Regions from separate parts of the Mus musculus genome. Here all the other regions are linked to region 2. Evidence: chromatin contacts called from public Hi-C data. All regions are on one chromosome and are shown on one strand. The core of a region is the stretch at or near the end of the contact, and the rest is flanking DNA. Distances in the headings are between cores, read along the strand shown.

Evidence for each region. Hi-C and Micro-C count contacts between places; a contact is called where the count stands out from the background.
Region 1: a contact with region 2 is called in a Hi-C map of uterus, with 3 times the contacts expected there. The contact joins two enhancer-like sites. A contact is called at or near these places in 3 of 39 promoter capture datasets (the HPC-7 cell line, embryonic stem cells and stem cell-derived epiblast-like cells), 6 of 484 Hi-C or Micro-C datasets (cerebral cortex, embryonic fibroblasts, embryonic stem cells and 3 more), 4 of 115 datasets of contacts at active chromatin or transcription factors (craniofacial prominence, double positive thymocytes, embryonic fibroblasts and 1 more) and 1 of 9 other capture datasets (embryonic stem cells).
Region 3: a Hi-C map of uterus shows a contact between it and region 2, with 3 times the contacts expected there. The contact joins two enhancer-like sites. A contact is called at or near these places in 16 of 39 promoter capture datasets (the 3T3-L1 cell line, 3T3-L1-derived adipocytes, the C10 cell line and 10 more), 1 of 15 datasets of contacts at CTCF or cohesin (pro-B cells), 4 of 484 Hi-C or Micro-C datasets (the HPC-7 cell line, cortical neurons, embryonic fibroblasts and 1 more), 7 of 115 datasets of contacts at active chromatin or transcription factors (craniofacial prominence, embryonic basal ganglia, embryonic limb bud and 4 more) and 2 of 9 other capture datasets (adipose tissue and embryonic stem cells).

What each region holds. Positions count from the first base shown.
Region 1 is chr1:57,711,698-57,715,018 of GRCm38.p6, reverse strand. No RefSeq gene overlaps it. Among named protein-coding and RNA genes, the nearest start is that of Spats2l, 62 kb to the left of the region's middle. Within about 2 kb of position 1,673, at least 4 of the 459 cell types and tissues checked have an H3K27ac peak or open chromatin away from gene starts, as enhancers often do. A contact at or near this core is called in uterus, where this site is marked.
Region 2 is chr1:57,435,277-57,438,532 of GRCm38.p6, reverse strand. No RefSeq gene overlaps it. Among named protein-coding and RNA genes, the nearest start is that of Gm22371, 15 kb to the right of the region's middle. Within about 2 kb of position 1,417, at least 105 of the 459 cell types and tissues checked have an H3K27ac peak or open chromatin away from gene starts, as enhancers often do. A contact at or near this core is called in embryonic limb bud and uterus, where this site is marked.
Region 3 is chr1:57,904,946-57,908,143 of GRCm38.p6, reverse strand. The region is part of intron 9 of Spats2l (spermatogenesis associated, serine-rich 2-like); the gene reads right to left. Among named protein-coding and RNA genes, the nearest start is that of Kctd18, 64 kb to the left of the region's middle. Within about 2 kb of position 1,518, at least 22 of the 459 cell types and tissues checked have an H3K27ac peak or open chromatin away from gene starts, as enhancers often do. A contact at or near this core is called in embryonic limb bud and uterus, where this site is marked.

The DNA.
Region 1 (3,321 bases), core at 424-2,923, 280 kb before region 2:
TCTGTTTCCTCCTCTCCATGTCTGTAAACTTGCCCCCAATGGACCCTAGTCCATTCCTTTTTGGTCATCCACCATGGTGAGGTTAAGTGACTCGTCAATGTCAAAATCTAGATGGTGGTGAACTGGCTTGGAAGCTGGGCTCTTTACCAACTCTGTGTTCTTGACTATCATGCAAAGGTCACAAACAGGCTGCCAGCTATCTGGGAAGACATTTTTTTTATCTATTTGTTTCCCATTCTGTTGCCCAGAAACTGACCCGAGACAAAGGCTTATCTGTAAATGAGTTGTCAAGAAATGACTCTAGGAACCCTAGGAAGGACTTCAGGGCACATCCCAGTTTCAGCAGAACAAATGTCAGTTTCTGGTAGAGGCTGCCCTCTCAGCCACTGCCATAAACCACCTAGGAAGTATATGTGTGTGTGTGTGTGGGGGGGGTTTACACTTCCAGATGCCTCTGTTTATTATGCATGAACCCAAGTAACCCTGGACCATCCTTAGAAAGAGGCTGCTGTGGAAAGTACGAGACATGAAGCATACAGAAAGCTGGTGGATGGATGTTAACAGAGCTGAGTATCAACCCCTCTCCTCCTCAGACACATACAATAACACCCCCCACCTCACCCCACCCACACCCACAGAGAGAGAGAGAAGGTTATCATCTATCCATCCATCCTATGTATCATTTATCGAATCTGTTGTTATCAACTATCTTTCATAGTTATCAACTATGTTATCAAATTTCTTGGGAAGAATAGTCTTTCATTCCACTTTTAGTTTTTTTTCATATTTTTTACTAGATATTTTCTTCATTTACATTTCAAATGCTATCCCAAAAGTCCCCTATACCCTCCCCCTGCCCTGCTCCCATTCCCACTCACTCCCACTTCTTGGCCCCGGCGTTCCCCTGTACTGGGGCATATAAAGTTTGCAAGACCAAGGGGCCTCTCTTCCCAATGACGGCCGACTAGGCCATCTTCTGCTACATATGCAGCTAGAGACACAAGCTCTGGGGGTACTAGTTAGTTCATATTGTTGTTCCACCTATAGGGTTGCAGACCCCTTCAGCTCCTTGGGAACTTTCTCAAGCTCCTCCATTGGGGGCCCTGTGTTTCATCCTATAGATGACTGTGAGCATCCACTTCTGTATTTGCCAGGCACTGGCAAAGCCTCACAGGAGACAGCTATAACAGGGTCCTTTCAGCAAAATCTTGTTGGCATGTTCAATAGTGTCTGCGTTTGGTGGCTGATTATGGGATGGACCCCCAGGTGGGACAGTCTCTGGATGGTCCATCCTTTTGTCTTAGCTCCAAACTTTGTCTCTGCAACTCCTTCCATGGATATTTTATTCCCTATTCTAGGGAGGAAGTTGTTGCTCTTCATATGAAGACCTGGTGATAACAAATAACAATACTTTATAGTGTTTTGTATTTAGCAAAATGAATGTAGGCATGCACACACACACACACACACACACACACACACACACACACACACACACACGTGTTCTCACTAGGTGAGAACCTGATATTAGTTCATAGCTCATCTCCTTTAAAATAGTTTCCAGCATACTTTGTAGAATTCTTCCTGAGACTTAAGGCCGACAACAAAGCAATGAAGAGTTTGGAAGGCAGCTGAGTCTTAATTGTGTAAACATTGCTTTTCCTCCCCCAGGGCCACTGCACTCAGCAATGCGTAGTTTCCCATGTAACTCAAACGGGTCCGTGGAAAGCTGACCCTGTAGGAATGTCCCTGGGCCCACTCTGCCTCACTTCTTCATAGTCTTGCCCAGGGATTGGCTGCAGTCCTAGGTAGGAGAGATTCCTTTCCCTGTCTTCTTCCTTTTATCCAGCTCTGTCCTGAAATTCCAAGTAACCATGGTATACGTAAGTGTGTGTGTGTATGTGTGTGTGTGTTGGAGGGGGTGGAGTTGAAGGAGAGGTGAGAGACTGTACCTCAGGGAACTGGGAAATGATGACATTTAATATAGTGAGAGCCCAGTAAAGTGTGTGTGTGTGTGTGTGTGTGTGTGTGTGTGTGTGTGTGTGTAAGAGATTATTCAATATTCTGTACCCTGTTACTATTCAAAGAAAGTTGCATGAGGTTAATATTCTCCCCAGTGACAAATTCTGAGAGCCGACAATTTCCCCCTCCACTTTACCAAGAGTGACTGGGTTTTCCATTTGGATAAAGCTTCATGCGTTTCTCATCTGCCAGCTGAAAATTGCAAACAGGAAAATTCTGTTCACTGGAGCAGGGGAGTAGTTTCAGTTGATCAAAATAGTTATAGAGTCTGATGGTTTCTGCTTTAAACTTTAAGAGTCAAAGACACATTTGTGTAAAAAGAGACGGCTCATTCTTCTGCTTGGCTTTGTGCTATTGACTCTTGATAAATGGGTGGCAAGCAGATAGGATTCTCCAGCAGCAATATTTTAATGAACCATGATGCTTATATTCTGACCTCATTCAATCTTATGGAAAGTTGTCTTTAATGATCGTGGATTTTGACCAGTTGTGACTATGTTCCGTCGACATTTACTTAGAATGGAGTGGGTCCACGTCTTGGTCTTGGGGACACCAGTGTGGGAAAGATGTAACAGCTGCAATTGTGCCACTGACAAACAGTTGGATTGTGGTTTTCTGTGATACTGCCTTTGATATTACATATCTTCACAAGGGAAATTTAATGTGATACAATGCAGAAATGGAAATTTGCTAACTAATCCCCCACCCCCGGAGTAAAAAAAGAAGTCTCCCCAAAGGCAGGCTAGATCCTGTTTTGATACAGGTGTGTAACTTATTAAATCTTTTGCTCAAATTCAGTAATGCATTTATATAGAGAATAACTTTTGAAGTTCACAGGTGTGGAAATCTAGCCAGCTTGGTATGTGACTCTGTGGTCCAGTACTTCCTTAGAATACACAAGCCCCTGGGTTTGACAAAGAGCACTGAAAATCTACACAACAAACAAACACAAAATAAGTTCCTAAACCTTTATTATTTGATGGGTAAGGGCCAGACTAAGAACCCTGATTTTATCAACCAGGTAACAGCAAGGAAAGTATGTAGACAGAAAGTGACCTAGATAATTATTTGGATTGCTTCACTTTTAAAGGTTCCCTGGAGGATAAACTAGGGTAATATCTTGTCCAGAGCTGTTTAGATTTTTGGATTCCTTGATCATTTACCACCATCTGAAACAAATTAAGAAACCATGAAGAGAGCCTGGAGCCTGCAGTGGTGCATCCCAGAGAAACGCAGAGAGCTTTCTCGTCAGAGATTCTGAGTCCACACATGACTAATGGTTGAAGAAGGAGCTTGCCT
Region 2 (3,256 bases), core at 168-2,667:
GGCTTAGAATCCTTCATACTCTCAAACACTATCAGATTTTGAAGATATATAACTTTTTTTGTTGAGAGATCTGCCATGTCTGGTGTAGAAAATGTATTTGCAGCTCTGGCTTCTACCCGCCAGATGCCAGCAACCCCAAACGTCCACTTGTGAAGAATTAAATGTTGGCAGTGGAGGATGGCTCAGTGGTTAAGAGTATTTGCTGCTCTTGCAGAGAACCTGAGATTGCTTCTCAGCACCCACATTGGGGCTCAACACCTGTAGTTCCAGATCCAGGGAATCTGACACTTGCTTCGGACATCTGGAGACCTCCTTCATATACGTGGTAAACACAAATGCACTTGAGCACATACTCACAAAAATAAATAAATGTTGTAACAGAAACACCATCAAAACTGTCTCCAGAAATTGTGCAAGAGCTCCCGGAGGTCCAAGGATGTCTGATAAAGAGCCATCAGTGTAAAGGAACACTTAGCATCTTCTGGTGGCTTTTGGGGCTCTTAAGAATCACATGTAAAAACGTTATCGTTTTACAGGGTGCATTTATTTGCTATGGGGAGCAGTGCAAAGTACCTAAAGGCCCAATGTGTAATCAATCTAACTTTGGCTTCAGAAATAGACAAAAGAGCTACAGGATGAAGCCTGGAGCTCACAGAAGAATGCCCAGAGAAGAACGAGGAAAATTAAATATGACCAGATAAAATAATTCATGCACCATTGGCAGAATTTAATTATAGGTAACTACGGTCTATGAATGAGAATCAAAAATGTGCCAAAGGCAGGCCATGCAATGATGGCTGAAATGATGCCCCCCGTGGACAAGTGGACTGGCTTGTAAACCAGACTTGCTGGGCGCGTAGGGCAAGAGCTGCATCTTGCCATGGTCCTAATCAATAAACCAGGCTGGGTAAGCTGAGGAGAAACTGCTGCTCACCTGATGGTAACACTGGCCCATGGCACTGGGCACCAGGGCTTTATAAATCATCTTGACATCCATCCAAGCACTAGAAAACCCAAACTGAGGTGTCGAATCTCAGGTCTTGGAAGGATGTGACAAGTGCTCAGATAAACGGAGCAGAGAGAAAAAAAAAAATAGGAATGAGGCAGAAGTGAGATGTTCCCTTCCCATATGAAGCAAGTAATGAAACTGTACTGCAGGGGTGCAAATTTGGACACTGGGAAGGCATCGGAACAGTTAAGCAAATCAGCCTAGGCAACTTGGAATGGAAAAATGATTACAGTACGGAGCTCTCCCAAGGAAAACAGGAAACACGCTGGAAAGCACAAAGCCTTTCTCAAGCAGACAATCCCACATGGAAGTGGAAACTTGAAAGGAGATTCAGTGCTACAAACACTCCGTAACCACATAACAGCTGCCTGATGCAGAGCAGGACTCTGTGAATATGTCTTTGAAATTATCAGCGGCAGCAGCTGAATAGGACCGGCGCTGTGAAGTCTCCTACTCTGTAAAGAGAGAGGCTTTTACAAGAGAGCTGGGAGACCACAGACTTCATGATTTCAGCAGCAGGGGAAAAGCGTTTTGAAGCTCTAAGCCACAGCTTGAACGTAAGAATCTCTAAGGAAGTTATGTTTAATTACAAAGAAATCACTTTTTTTTTTTTCCCAGTGCGGGGAAACCATCCCGCAAACCTGTGAGGTTAAACTGCAAAGGAAAATGTTAACGGATGGAGCAGCCGAGCCAAACAATTTAAACCCCTTTCTGGAAAGCGTTTGACACTGTTCTTCATAAAAACCCTTAATTGGCAAAAATATTTTCTGGCATTTAGAAGGCAAGCTATTTTAACTACAATGAGAAAAAGAATCCCACAAACCAGTTTTGAGATAGGCTATCAAGTTACCGTCAATATTCGGGGTGGGACGGGAAGAACACTGAGGCTCACTTGAAATACGTTGCACAGCTCTGATAAAAGATATAAACACGGAGAGGGCGGGGCCAGGAGCAGTCACGTGATACAGAGACTGGCGAAGACTTAACTTTGCCTTAGCATGTATCTTGCAAAATCAGCAACTGTGCTTCACTTGGTCAGCAAAGAAGGGAGTTTATGAGAGGATATCATTGAGACCTTAAGAAAAATTCTAAGGGGATTACAGATGATAAGGCAGGAAGGCAGCTTGGCTTTGAATGTAAGATCCGGGCCCACATATTCTGTAAACAACAAGCAAAACAGTAAGACTTCCTGTGTGTTGAGGGAGGGTTTGGAGCTTCTGAGGTGGGAAAGGGGGTCTTGAGTAATGCTGTCTGAGAAAGTGGGACGGTGAGTAATGGCCAACTCTGTGCAGAGGAGAAACCGAGAGACACCGTTTATGAATAGGTAGCTGCATTCTTGGCTCCATTTCAGAGAAGTTGTTTAACCATGTTCTAGGATGCAGGAAGTGGCTTATTTCACTGACAGAGCATCTGGATCACATACATTAGGCTTCTTAACTCTCTCTTTGTCTTCTATTTCAAATCCAAACCTCCCTCCAAGGTTTGGTCCAAATCCCATCTCTCTTCTCTGCAAAGTCTTTCCTGGTCCCTCATGTGGTGTGAGATCTTCCAGCACATACTGCCTCTCACATTCATTGGCATTTATTTTTTAACTGTCAAAAAAAGGTCTCCAACTAGAGGGTAAGCAATTTCAGGGCAGAGGCAATGTCTTGTATGCTTTCCTTGATTCCTTGTACCGCATATTTTGGTAAGAGACTTGGAATAAGTTGGGGTGTTAGTTAGTGAAGTGCTTGCAGGTATCTTCTAATGGACTCCATATATCTCATTTTATTAGGGGTTGGCATTCAGTGTAAGTCAGGCAATGGGCTATGTTGTAATGTCATTAGTTATCTTTTATTTTGTGTCTAAAATTAATATAACAAACGTTATACTAAAAGCTAAGAAAATTAGAGAGAGGAGGTGTGAGGCATAGTGTCTTGAGGGGTGAAACAGGAAGAAATTAAGACTAAAGAACTAGGGCCTATTCTAAGACTTGAAAATACTGAAGTTTTCTTTAAAAGACAAAAGACAGTAAAGGGCTAATGTGTGGTAACATACATTACACACACATGTTTTTGTTCATGAGTATGAGTAGGTCATAGGATTCTCTGGAACTGGAGTTAGGGATGGTTGTGAACTGCCATGTGGGTACTGGGTTCCCAAGCCCAGTCCTCTGCAAGAGCAGGAAGTGCTCTTAACCTCAAGTCATTTCTCCAGCCCCCACATACATGTTTGTAAATTGTTGTTGTTGTTGTTGTTGTTGTTAAG
Region 3 (3,198 bases), core at 269-2,768, 470 kb before region 2:
CCACCTCCAACCAACCAACCAACCAACTAATGGACCAACCAAATGAAATAGATTTCTGGGACCACAGAAGTAAGTTTGGGGTGATGCCTTTGTAAGGGATGGCCAAGAAGCCCCAAGGGTATTTAAACTATAGTTTCCATACACAAGAGTTCAGTATAGAAGCAAATATTAACTCATAAATACTGTTTCTCAGTAGATACTAAGTTATTTACAAAGAGAACAATGAGAGACCCAAAGAGCACAGAAAACTCACAATCTCAGCGTTGTGTGCACGTCTAGGCACTGCAGAAGAAGGCGCAAAGGTGTCAAGAAAGGATGAGTGTGTGCACACGGTGACAGGGAGGGTTGGTCACCAACCAAAAGAGGAGAACTGCACTGCACAGTGAACCTCCTGAAGCAGGAAAATGGTCTTGCTTGGCTTCAGCCTCAAATGGCTCAGAGAATGTACACTTCGATAATTTTATGCTATCTGGGCATCCAAGGATCAAATCTGGGAATAAGGGGTCAACTGTTGCTAGGTGATTCTAATACACAGACCTCTCCAGTTACTTCCTGTTAGGAGGCCTCCTCAAGCTCAGGTCCCAGAGAAGAATGTAGTATTTCAAATGTCAAAGAGATGGTATCTGGCTGGCATGTGGTGTGTGATAGTGTATGCAGAAAGGCTTTGCTTAGCTACCAGCGAGGCTTCCGCAGCAGGTAAGGAGGATTTCAGGTGTGTGGGTAAAAGATAAGTTTATCTTAAAATAGCTAGTCCTTCGACTTGGGAATCTCACGACAGAAGTCATCTTTTGATTCAGGTACAGAATCTCTAGAGAGCATTTGACATGTTCAAGGATGTCACTTTGAGTGTGGAACACATCTTCACAATGAGGATGAGGTCGTGCACCGTGAGAGGCCAGGAAGCATCAATGAATAAAAAGAAGAAAAGGGATCTCAGGACACCATGGTAACTGCTTAAGTGGTGTGCCACAGTGAGGATGGATCTCTGACCAGAAGGGAGCCACAGGAAGGGTCCCCTGCTTTGAGGAAGGAAAAGATATGAAGGAGGAAGAAATGAATTGAAGGTCACAGAGAAAGGGGAAGTAGTCAAGGGCTGAGACTCATGTCTCACCTCCAGGTTTAGCCTGGGCTAGACCCAGCCCCTGCTGTGGTTTGAACATGAAAGGTCTACATAGGATCACAAGTCTGAACACTTGGTTCTCCCCTGGTGGCACCATTTTGGGAGGTTGTGAAGATTTGTGGAGGTGGAGCTTTGTGGGAGGAAGTAGGTCATTGGGGAGCAGGTCTTAAGCATTACAACCTAACCTACTTAGGTCAGCTCTTTGCTTCCTGACTGTACATGTAACCTCACCAGCTGCTTTGAGGTCTTCCCACTGTGCCCTTCCCACTATGACAGGAGGCACCCCTTCTTAACTGTGAAGCAAAACAAACTAGTCATTCCTGAAACAGCTTCTTGTGCTATTTGGCCACAGCAATGAGAAAGGTAATGAATACAGCCCTGCTTCAGAAAACCAAACCAAACCAAAAGGCAAGGCATGGGGCCAGTGCTTGCTACAAAACATGTGCTCTGACTGCCCTTTTTTAGTTAGAATAAAACAGCTCAAAATGATTACTCCTTCCATGCCTCAATCTCTTCAAACCTCATTAGCACCCCCACCCACCCTGACTAGCACACACACTACTTTGCTGGCTCCTGACCAGCTTCCATCTTCCTTAAGAGTGCTCTTAATTAGATGTTAAATTGACAATAGCACCTAACAGGATTTTTATAGCTCTATTTTGGGATACTTTCTCTCCCAGCATATGGCAAAAATATTGAGTATTATTATACTTCCTCAATGTTTTTTCAATTTCATGTTTTATTGCTCATTTTAAGCCTTCATAATCAACTTGGACATACATACACTGGGTCTGTGATGAGAAGCTAGACTAGTCTGCACATAAAGCAATTAAATCTGGCAGCTATGGTTGCAAAGAATGAATATTTTCCAGCTGTGGTAGGAGGCCAATTGTACAGAAGAAAAGCCAGCTGTTTCACGTTAGTTTCCTGATGTGACTTTTTATGTTCTTGTTGCCAAGTTTATCTTCTGTTCAGATGTAGTGGGAGAGGATTGTGTCATCTTGGTTACTCGCTTAGATCCCTAATTCTTTCTGCGAAGATGATAATGCCCTACCTATGCCAGTCAGCCACATGTGGCCATGTCCTGGTGAAACACCAGTGCTAATTTTTTTTAGGTACTTAGTGGTTTTCTTCAGTAACTGCATTGAGCAAGTATTCCTCACAGCCTGCTTGGGAAGGATAAGGACCCAGCTCATTTGGCCCTGGTGTGTTCTTAGTTCAGTCTGGAGGATGTACAGCAACCATTTTCTCTTAGCTCCTTAAAAATCCCATTTCCCATGAACCTCATCAAGACTTTTGGTGGAATGTAGTCAAACAGAACTCATGTCCTTATGTTGGCACTGTGGTGGGAAGTGGAAAAGTGAATGTTTTCTTAATGTTTTACATGAGAGGTTCTATTTATTCCCAGAGGACACACAATGGCCCCTTCAGAGTACTTGGGAGCTAGAAGAACTGGGTGATCCACAGGAAGGACCAGAGAGAAGACTTAGGAGTGGGATTCACAGACTCATGCCACTGAGGGTCACGGGAGTTAATTACTGCTTTAGAATGAGCAATGTTTTCAGAAAAGCAGAGGACCTGGCCCGTGTGTTCCAAACCTACAACCTCCTGTGGTTGAGCCCAAGGTTTGCCATTGATGGTGCTAGGCACACAACCCCCTCTATTGCCTATGGTATGTGATTTCACCATCAGTAGGCAAACTTCTTTTAAACAAGTCTTTTGTAGTCTTATATTTTTCATGAGTCATGCAATTCCTAAGATCCATACTTTAGGAAACAAGAGCAAAGCTTTGTTTAAGTTCATCACCACGTTGGCTGAGCTGAAGGTTTATTTGGAATAGAGGCAAAGTTTTCCTCTTGGTGGAAATGCACATAAACAGTTCTGTTTAAAACAGTAAGTTGGTTTTATCTTTAAATCAGCACACAATTGTTGTGGGATCCTCCTTATTAAGGGTTTGGTCGGAAAAGAAGTGCTGGAGTTTCCTTGGTAGCTGCCACATACAGCAAAGGGTTGAACCACACACTTTCTTCCTTGGTTTGGAAGAAAAGGGCCCTTTTTGTCTTGTGGGTAACTTTTGA